2 separate regions of the Zea mays genome follow, and region 1 is linked to region 2. Evidence: chromatin contacts called from public Hi-C data. All regions are on one chromosome and are shown on one strand. The core of a region is the stretch at or near the end of the contact, and the rest is flanking DNA. Distances in the headings are between cores, read along the strand shown. Region 1 holds the start of LOC100280215 (putative bZIP transcription factor superfamily protein). Region 2 holds the start of LOC100282595 (2-cys peroxiredoxin BAS1).

What was found. A called contact is a pair of places that touch in the nucleus more often than the background predicts.
Region 1: a Hi-C map of ear shows a contact between it and region 2, with 4 times the contacts expected there. The contact joins the promoter of LOC100280215 here to the promoter of LOC100282595 in region 2. A contact is called at or near these places in 2 of 25 Hi-C or Micro-C datasets (ear and tassel).

Annotation. Positions count from the first base shown.
Region 1 is chr4:115,236,548-115,240,505 of Zm-B73-REFERENCE-NAM-5.0, reverse strand. LOC100280215 (putative bZIP transcription factor superfamily protein) reads left to right here and starts at 1,929. Exons shown (of 5, transcript NM_001153146.2): 1 at 1,929-2,117; 2 at 2,197-2,898. The coding sequence starts at 2,339.
Region 2 is chr4:114,746,558-114,750,878 of Zm-B73-REFERENCE-NAM-5.0, reverse strand. LOC100282595 (2-cys peroxiredoxin BAS1) reads right to left here and starts at 1,982. Exons shown (of 7, transcript NM_001155503.1): 1 at 1,738-1,982; 2 at 1,554-1,628; 3 at 1,302-1,383; 4 at 1,144-1,223. The coding sequence starts at 1,926.

The sequences.
Region 1 (3,958 bases), core at 680-3,179, 490 kb before region 2:
ATCTGCATGCCATACCTCCGTAACACCTCCACCACAAAACGATGTGCAGGTAACCGAAGGCCGACAGTAAAAAATGCCTCGAACACAATTATCTCACCCTCCGGCTCAGGAATCTCTTCCGCCCTCGGGACTCGTCCAACTCCATTCCCAAAATACCACAACTGCTGCATGTCTTGCACGTGAACCGAGGAGATCCTCGAGATGTCGAATTCCACCGTGTGGCCCAGGTGCAGCTCCACCGCCGCCAAATCACTGAAGGTACCCTCGGACGACAATTCGCCCAACGGCGTATTCGCAGCGGATGAAGAAGAAGACGGCATGGCTACGTACCGTCGGTGGCGGCGCGCGGTCTGCTTGACGCGGACCAGATCTCCGATGAACAGGAGCAAGGAGGGCAGGCGAGCGGGCGAACAGTTTCAAAATGCTAGGGTTTTGCGGCGCACAGAAAGGTAAGAGAGCCTGAGCCGCGCCGCCTCCCTTTTATACACAAGGCACGACGCTTCGGGAAGCCCACAGTCCAACAGTACCACGTCCGTCAACGGTCACATCAAAAACCCCCGTGGAACCACTTCGAGCGAGGGCAGCATCTCCACCATCTAGCGACATCTTCGGCACCAGATGACTTAGTCGAACTGGTCCCTCGGAGGGCAAATGTTGGGGCGAAGGCAAAGACGCTACCCTTCGCTCTAGGCCTTCGTCAACTCGCTGCACCAACGGAGGCAAGATGACCGGAGCGGCCCACCCTTCATCCTCTTCACTGCAAGACGAAGGCCCACGACGAAGTCTCTCCACCCCCACGTCCTCACCCGACCTGGAGGCCCACGTGGGATTCGGCCCATTGTAACAGGTCCCGCACGGACAAGCGTGTTACGGGCCTGATTTATAATAGCTTTGCTGTAATGACAGTCTGTAACCCTCCCTTATGGGAATATTCTGGGGATAATCCAGGTGCCTGAGGGCATAAACGTCCTTACATCGGGACGTTGAGCGCTCGGGCACCTATAAATACCCCCGTACAGTGCCCTTGAGAGGCTGGATTAACAGAGCAATCGTCATCTCGAGTTAAACCTTACTTGCATCCTTTCCACTCCCCCGTTGGATCAACTTGCCCAGGAGAGCAAGTTCCAACAATGGACAAGTCATAGTTGTAGGGCTTGGTGTTAAACTGTTAATTGGACTGCTTTGTGTTGTGGTCTCGTGAGCAATGGGCTGACGATGTGGGCGACTAGGTCATGTCCATGTGTTTGCGTCTAGGATGATAACTTGGCTCGCCTGTCCCACAATTTGGACCAAGCTTGTCATTAGTAAACCAAATTAGAGTGTTGGCTTACCTCGTTAAAAAATACAAACGAGCCAAGACACTAGTGAGCCGATCTGAGAAAGTTAACGAGTTTCAAGTTTTTCAAGCCCTAGATGTCATGAAAGCCTAAACTACTTTAAGAGCAACTCTAAGAGGATCTCTATATTTTTGCTAATTGATATAAATAGATTTTTTGTAAAAAATAACATCTAACAACTTATTTAAATGGTTATCCAAATATAGCCATCTTTTATTTTGTGTTTCTCGGTAGCCAAAGATAGCAGAATTTAGAAAGACTTTTGGAGATGCTAAATCTAATAGTTTTATTAGTTTAGGGCTAGTTTGGGAGCACCATTTTTCTAAGAGATTTTTATTTTCCCAAAAAAATTAGTTTATTTTCTCTTGAGAAAATATAAATCCATTAGAAAAATGGAGTTTCTAAACTAGCTCTAAAATGGTTTATAAAAATACAATTTTTTAACCAAAAGATAATGTGGACCATGCAATAGTTAGAATGAGGTTATATGCAGATGGATTTTCACCCAAAATTCCACCAGCGAAGCCGACAGCCCATGAGCCAGGACTACAGGCCCATTTCATTCCGCCGCCAACTTCAAGGCCGTTGCGTTTGCGTTCATCAACCGCGTCTGGCGACTCTTGCGTTCACGGTTCACCCGAACCACACCCGTTCCTTTCCTTTCTCCTCCCTCCCTACTCACACCCCTGAACCCTTTCACTTCGTGGCGCCGACTGCGCAACCGGCACCAACCTTCGCCAGGTTTTCGTGGGCTCTTTCACCGATACAACCATCCTCCAGGTACGTCAGCTACTTCCTTTTCTAATCTTCCTGCTGTGCGAAATCGAGCACCCCTAACCCTCCCAAAATCCTAATGCAGGCTACTTATATTCGGATCTAACCCAAAGTTGCTGTTTTTTCCATATATGAAAAGAAGAACGCAAGGGATGCTCGATTGACTCTAGTTACTTAGCAGAACCAAAAGTGGAAGGCCATCAAAGATACGAGGCTATTTTCTCTCCATGTCTCGGTCACCCCACCTCCCACCCCGCTGCCCACCGCTGGGTCCTCAGATCACTCGAAGGGATGACGGCATGTTCACGCAAAGCTGCAGGTTTCCATCTGGGGATACGTTCATTGGTGAACCACCGTGCTGGCTGGATGATCTCCTTGAAGATTCTGGGAAAGCTCCCAAGCTCCCTCCTCTCAGAAGGGCCTGCAGCGATTCTGATGCCATCTTAGATGCGCTGTCGACATTCCAGAGCCCAATTTATCCAATCGAGGAATGTGATCTAAACTCAGGTGGTGAAGCTGAGGACTTGTTGGGTGGAGTCGAAGGTGATGAAAGTGGTTCTGTGGTCGAGGCTAGCTGTTTCTATGGTCCGAATTCGCCAAGACAGAAGAGTAGGCTTACAACTTCAGAGAGTTCCATGGTAAATGCTGTGCTTGAGAATGTCCCCGGCAACCCCTTGCAGTACCTGACCATCGATGCCTGCAGTGATGTGAATGGTAATGTGGCCAATGTAACTGCTGATGCCTGTGATGCTTTTGGCCATCCTGATCAAGACAAGTCATTTAAAAGGTAAACTTAAATTTGTCAGTGAAATATCTGAAGTACTTTCTTCAAATGTTCTCTGGTTCAGAAAGTAGTGGATTCTGCCAATCGATAGCACTGTTGCTCGTTACTAAACTGGAATTCTTAGTGAAAATGCTAGAAATGTATGAATTAAAGGGCAGATGTGAACTTTGGCTCTTGCCGACAGAAAAGGAACATGAGACTCTACATCTTTGCAGAAATTAAATTAACTAATCGTGCTTCTAATTTGTGTAACACTGATAATTTTGACTTATGCCACGACCAGTACCAATGCCAGGTAGAATTTATTGTCATATGATTGCGGCAGCATAAGTAGTCGAAATCATGTGGATATGTGTGGTGTGTTTAAAAGTTAGTTCGTAAACCCTCAATGCTTGAATATTGTAAAAGCAACAACTTCCTTGAGTTTTGTAATACTACTCACCAGATTTTTGAACAGTCAAACTGTCAAAGTTTATGTTATGTGTCAATCAGAATTCTTGTTTTTCCAAGGTGCATACATTACATAGACTCTGTACAATCAAATTGGAGCCTGGACATCATTATACCAGATAACCAAAAAGATATTTACTAGTCCCTCCATTCCAAATCATAAGTCGTTCTAGCTTTTCTGGGTACATAGATTTTGTTATGCATCTGGATATACACTTCTGTCTAGATACATAACTTTTACTATGTATCTAAAAAAGCTAGAACGACTTATAATTCAGGATGGAGGGAGTATGTTCCTCAAACTACAGGAGAGTTGTATGTCATTTCATTAAGAGGAAAAGGAGTACAAGAGTGAGGCGAGAACAACTCCACCCAAATCCACACCAAACAAACAATGTTAACTACAAAGGCATGTGTCATTGAAAATAGGTTCTGTTCATTCGACCTTAGGAGCAGGCCTGGATGTCAGAGGCACCTGCCTTGCACCAAGAACTGCATTCATCAGCAACCTTCTGTAGAAGGCTCTGAATATTTGGAGAAAGGCCCTCAAACACACAAGCATTCCTAAGTTTCCATAGTTCCTAGGCCACCAGAATAATAAGTGAATACAGCC
Region 2 (4,321 bases), core at 733-3,232:
TTCATACTACTCCCTCTGTTTATCCTTTGACACTTTTTCATTCATTTGAGTATTTGTATTTTCTGTAAATATTTGCACAAACAGACAAACATGCAAGGCTAGTAGTTTGATAATAGATCTAGCTTTTCACTTTACTGAGCTATGTAATTAAACAATATTGCTGGCCAAAGTTTGGGTAAAAAGTCAATGGTATCATATATCTACAAATGGAGGGAGTACAGTTTTCCAAAGCTTTGTAATGTACCTTAGAAAAAAGAAAAGTTCAATTTAATAAGACTATGCAGCTAGAACACATTTCCTTTGGGACAACAAAGGTTGAATTTAAGGCCTCAAGTGTAATGTGAGTGTGTTTAGTCCCAACATTAAAAACAAAAATGAATATGGGATAGTGATGTATCACTTAGGGGTGAACGCAGTATGGGAGAATACTGTATCAACTGATATCATTATCAGTTTATGATTCCATTTCTGGTTCTATCAAAACATGGAAGCTGTCAGTTTTGTGATTTTAGTACAACTGTTTTTCAGTTTTTTATTAAAAAAAGGGAAAGTCTTGTACCAACCGCTTTCAAAATCCATATTATAATGTACCATTTCTGATCATTTTCATCCCTAGTGATAATGCTATTATGTTCATGTAGATGGATTTTTCTATTAATAGTTACATTGGCAATGCGAGGAAAAAGCAGCATGTGTGGTCCTACTACTTTGCCAAAAATTGAGACGGGCAAGTGTAAAGCTGGTATAGAATATTATGTATTTGTATATTACTTTTTCTAATTCCACATAACATACTTTCCAGAATTGATTTTAGAAATAATGTGACTATGCTCAAGAACCATGGATACAAGATAACCTAGCAGTAGCATGTAAAATTCTCATTATAGGAGCAGTTCAACCATAATTATTCTTTTCGTTTTGTGTTAGTATATATCAAAGCTAAAATGTACATCAAGAGCTAACTATGACATTTGATGAAATGTACTTCAAGAGGTAACTATGACATATGACAGAACATCCACCTCTACAAACAGTAGAGGCATTGGATGACAACTACACTACATTATCCTTAAGAACAATTGACAACTGATTCATACTGATAGATGCTATCATATCATGGAATACCAAGGCATTATTTCATACCACACTGTCAATGGAAACACCAAGAACCTCAGTGTTCAACTTCTCAAATTCCTCGTATCTGTCACTAAACGCAGTAATCTCTGCAAGCATCATGTGTTCGTTCATCAGACCACTACAAATGAATCTTCTTGATACTAATGCAAGTGTTTTATCCTCACCGGTCGGGCAGACGAAGGTGAAATCCAAGGGGTAGAAGAACAGAATGACGTACTTCTTCCCAATGTAATCAGAGAGCTTCACCTGCAAAAGCACACAGAACAATGTCATCGCCGGTAACATAAACGGGTATTATGAGCAATTTGAGCGCATGAAACATTTTAGATTTCTGCTTCCACAGCATAAACCAAGCGAGATTGCGCGCGCGCGCGCGAGAGAGAGAGAGAGAGAGAGAGAGAGAGAGGTCCACTTACGTTGATGAACTCCTGGTCGAACACAGCCTCGGCTTCGAAGTCTGGCGCCTTGTTCCCGACCAGCGGCAAGTCATCCTTACGGAGCACAGGCACAAGGGGGCGAGCCGTGAGTGCGCAAACTAGGAGGGGGTGAGAAGCAATCCCGTAGTACGTTAAGGCGAGTCAAGACGCGAGGAGAACTTACGACTACGCTGGCGCGGGCAACGAGTCTGGTAGCCCGCGCGGACCTTGAGGCGGCGAGGCGGAGCGGCCTGGCAGTGGTGGCGACCGCGGAGCGAGCGATGCAGACGGACTGCGTGGCAGCAGCGAGGGGTCTGGCGGCCGGGGTAGGGGCGGAAGAGACGGTGATGGCGGCGGAGAAGGAGCAGGCCATGGCCGCCCGGAGTGGATGAGGAGGGGATGGGGTGGATTGGGGTTTGGGGTTAGTTTGCGAATTTGCGATGGGTTTCCGAGGGCTGGGGCTGAGCGGCTGGCTGGCTCTAGCTTGTGGGTCTAAGAAACTTTTCTGAAAAGATGACTACGAGGAGAAGTTGGATGTAGAGAAAAATTATAGTAAAAAACTGAATGCTTGATAATATAGTTGTAGTGAGAAACTGGTAGTTAGAATCTAAATATTTGAATAGGCAGAAGATGGCTGATTAGATTCTATTGATGAAACAATAAAACAACGTACATTAAACTAACTTGCTAGCAATTAGAAATGTGTCAATAGGTTCTCCATTACAACAATGCTCATAACATGTGGATATCATGAAACTAACACTGTATTAATAGAATCTCTAAATGCACTCGTGTCTAACTTATTTGCAGGTCTGCTACTACTCTCTCCTACTCCTACCTCATGAACATGCATATCGGTGTCCACATTATCGAAGTCTCAATCATGAATCACATTTCCCTAATAAAGTTGTGGAGCGCCATACATGCTATAATTATCTTCGATTGCTCCTCCAATAAAAATGAAGGCAGACTCAGGAAGATTCATTTATCACCGGATTTAAGTCGAGCCCGTGACAGTCTGCAACACAGGATGGGCCACAAAAAGCGGTCCGAAGGAGCAGAAGGACGTGTCCCCGCGCGGGAGCGTTCCGAGATAAGCATCCACAAATTGTGTGATGATAAGTTAGCTTAAGAGTAGGAAGATAGAGCTCATCTGTTAAATATGTATATGTAAACACTTACTAGGGTAATCGTAAATATTGACAGGTTGCGACCGAAAGCTTTGGCACATTGCCACCCCTGTTTCAGGGTTCTCCACGGGTAAGTGCCACGACACCCTGATCGTGACTTGTAATCAGGCGGTGTTGTTCTTATTCGTTACATCTTGGTGCTTTCTCGTACTGAAGTGTTTTTATGGCGAGATGCACTAGTTATCGCAATATCAATGAGAATGCATCGGGGGGATCGTTATGTACGCATATTAGTTGTCGATTGTGAGCACTTTGCCGCCTTCGCGTGAGGTCCCCGAGCGCGAGTGCAGTGTCTGATAAGGCTGAAGTGCCCGATCTTTCGGTGAGTGGAGATAATTTCGAGCTGGCGGAATATGACCCTCACGATCCGACTAAACACTCGGCGTTAACTCAGCTGATGAAGCAATTAAACTCCGGATAAGCAGGACTACATGCCACGATAAAGGAAGAGATATGTAGAGTAGATAGTGGTCACACCTTGTAAAAGGATAACCCTCTGGTCATATATAAGGCCAAAGGGGGACCCCTACAAAAATCATCTCATCTCATCACATCACACACTAGCCCTCATCCGCGATCTCTGAGCACCATCGCAGCTGATTTGTAATCCATATACTCTAGAGCAATTCCAATACCCAGCCTCAACAAGAAGTGGGGTGTTACGCATTCAAGTGGCCCGAACCTGTATAAGTCCCTGTGCAAATCCGAAGTGCTCCTACACGTACCATAGAGTTGTAGTCAACGATATCGTCCTACTTGAAAGCATCATGTGTGTAACCCCGTGCTGCGCGGTTGGGTCACAAACACTGAAGCTGGCGAGCCAGGTAGGGGCTATGATGTTGATCTATGACGACTCCATGGCTATTGTCTTCAACATCCCGGTCACCTTCAATGTTGCGGAGATCTTCTTCTTTGGATCCCTCTCATGCATTGTAGATCAGGAAGGCACCCTGCACCACATTGCGGACTCATTCAGGAAAAGATCTTTTCTGATGGTGCCAAATGCGGGAGCAGGCTTGCCTCGCCCAACTCCAGCAAGAACTGTGCCAACGAACTCTAAGGAGTGAGGATCTCGACAGGCTTCCACCCTGCGCAGATTTGCACCAGTGTCGGTTGGGCCTAGGACCATTGTGGCACCTATGGCTCGGTCGATTAAGGTTGCACCTCTGTCACGGTAGACCCCTTTGTCCACGTCACCCACTCAGTCATGTACTCGGATCACTTGGTGAAAAGAAGCGGATAACCCCAGCACTGATGTAGCCACGAGAACATGATCGACGATTGTTCCGACCACTCCGCTCTTATGTGAGATGGCCGGAGCACGAGATGCCGCACCAAGCTCTTTCTTCCAGGATGTCCTCTTTATCTAGGGAAGAGTAGAGGGTGTGCCCCTCTTTGCCGATGAGCCCACTGTACTGGGGGAGGAGCCCCCGCAGTGTGAGACACGCCGACGTCGGAACAGGCGTGGTAACATCCGGCGTCACCACGAGGCTAGGGAACAAGATCCTTCTGAGCCCATCTCCCAAAATGAAGCCTCTGAAGTAGGGGAACCCCTAACAATAGAGAGCTCCGTGAGCG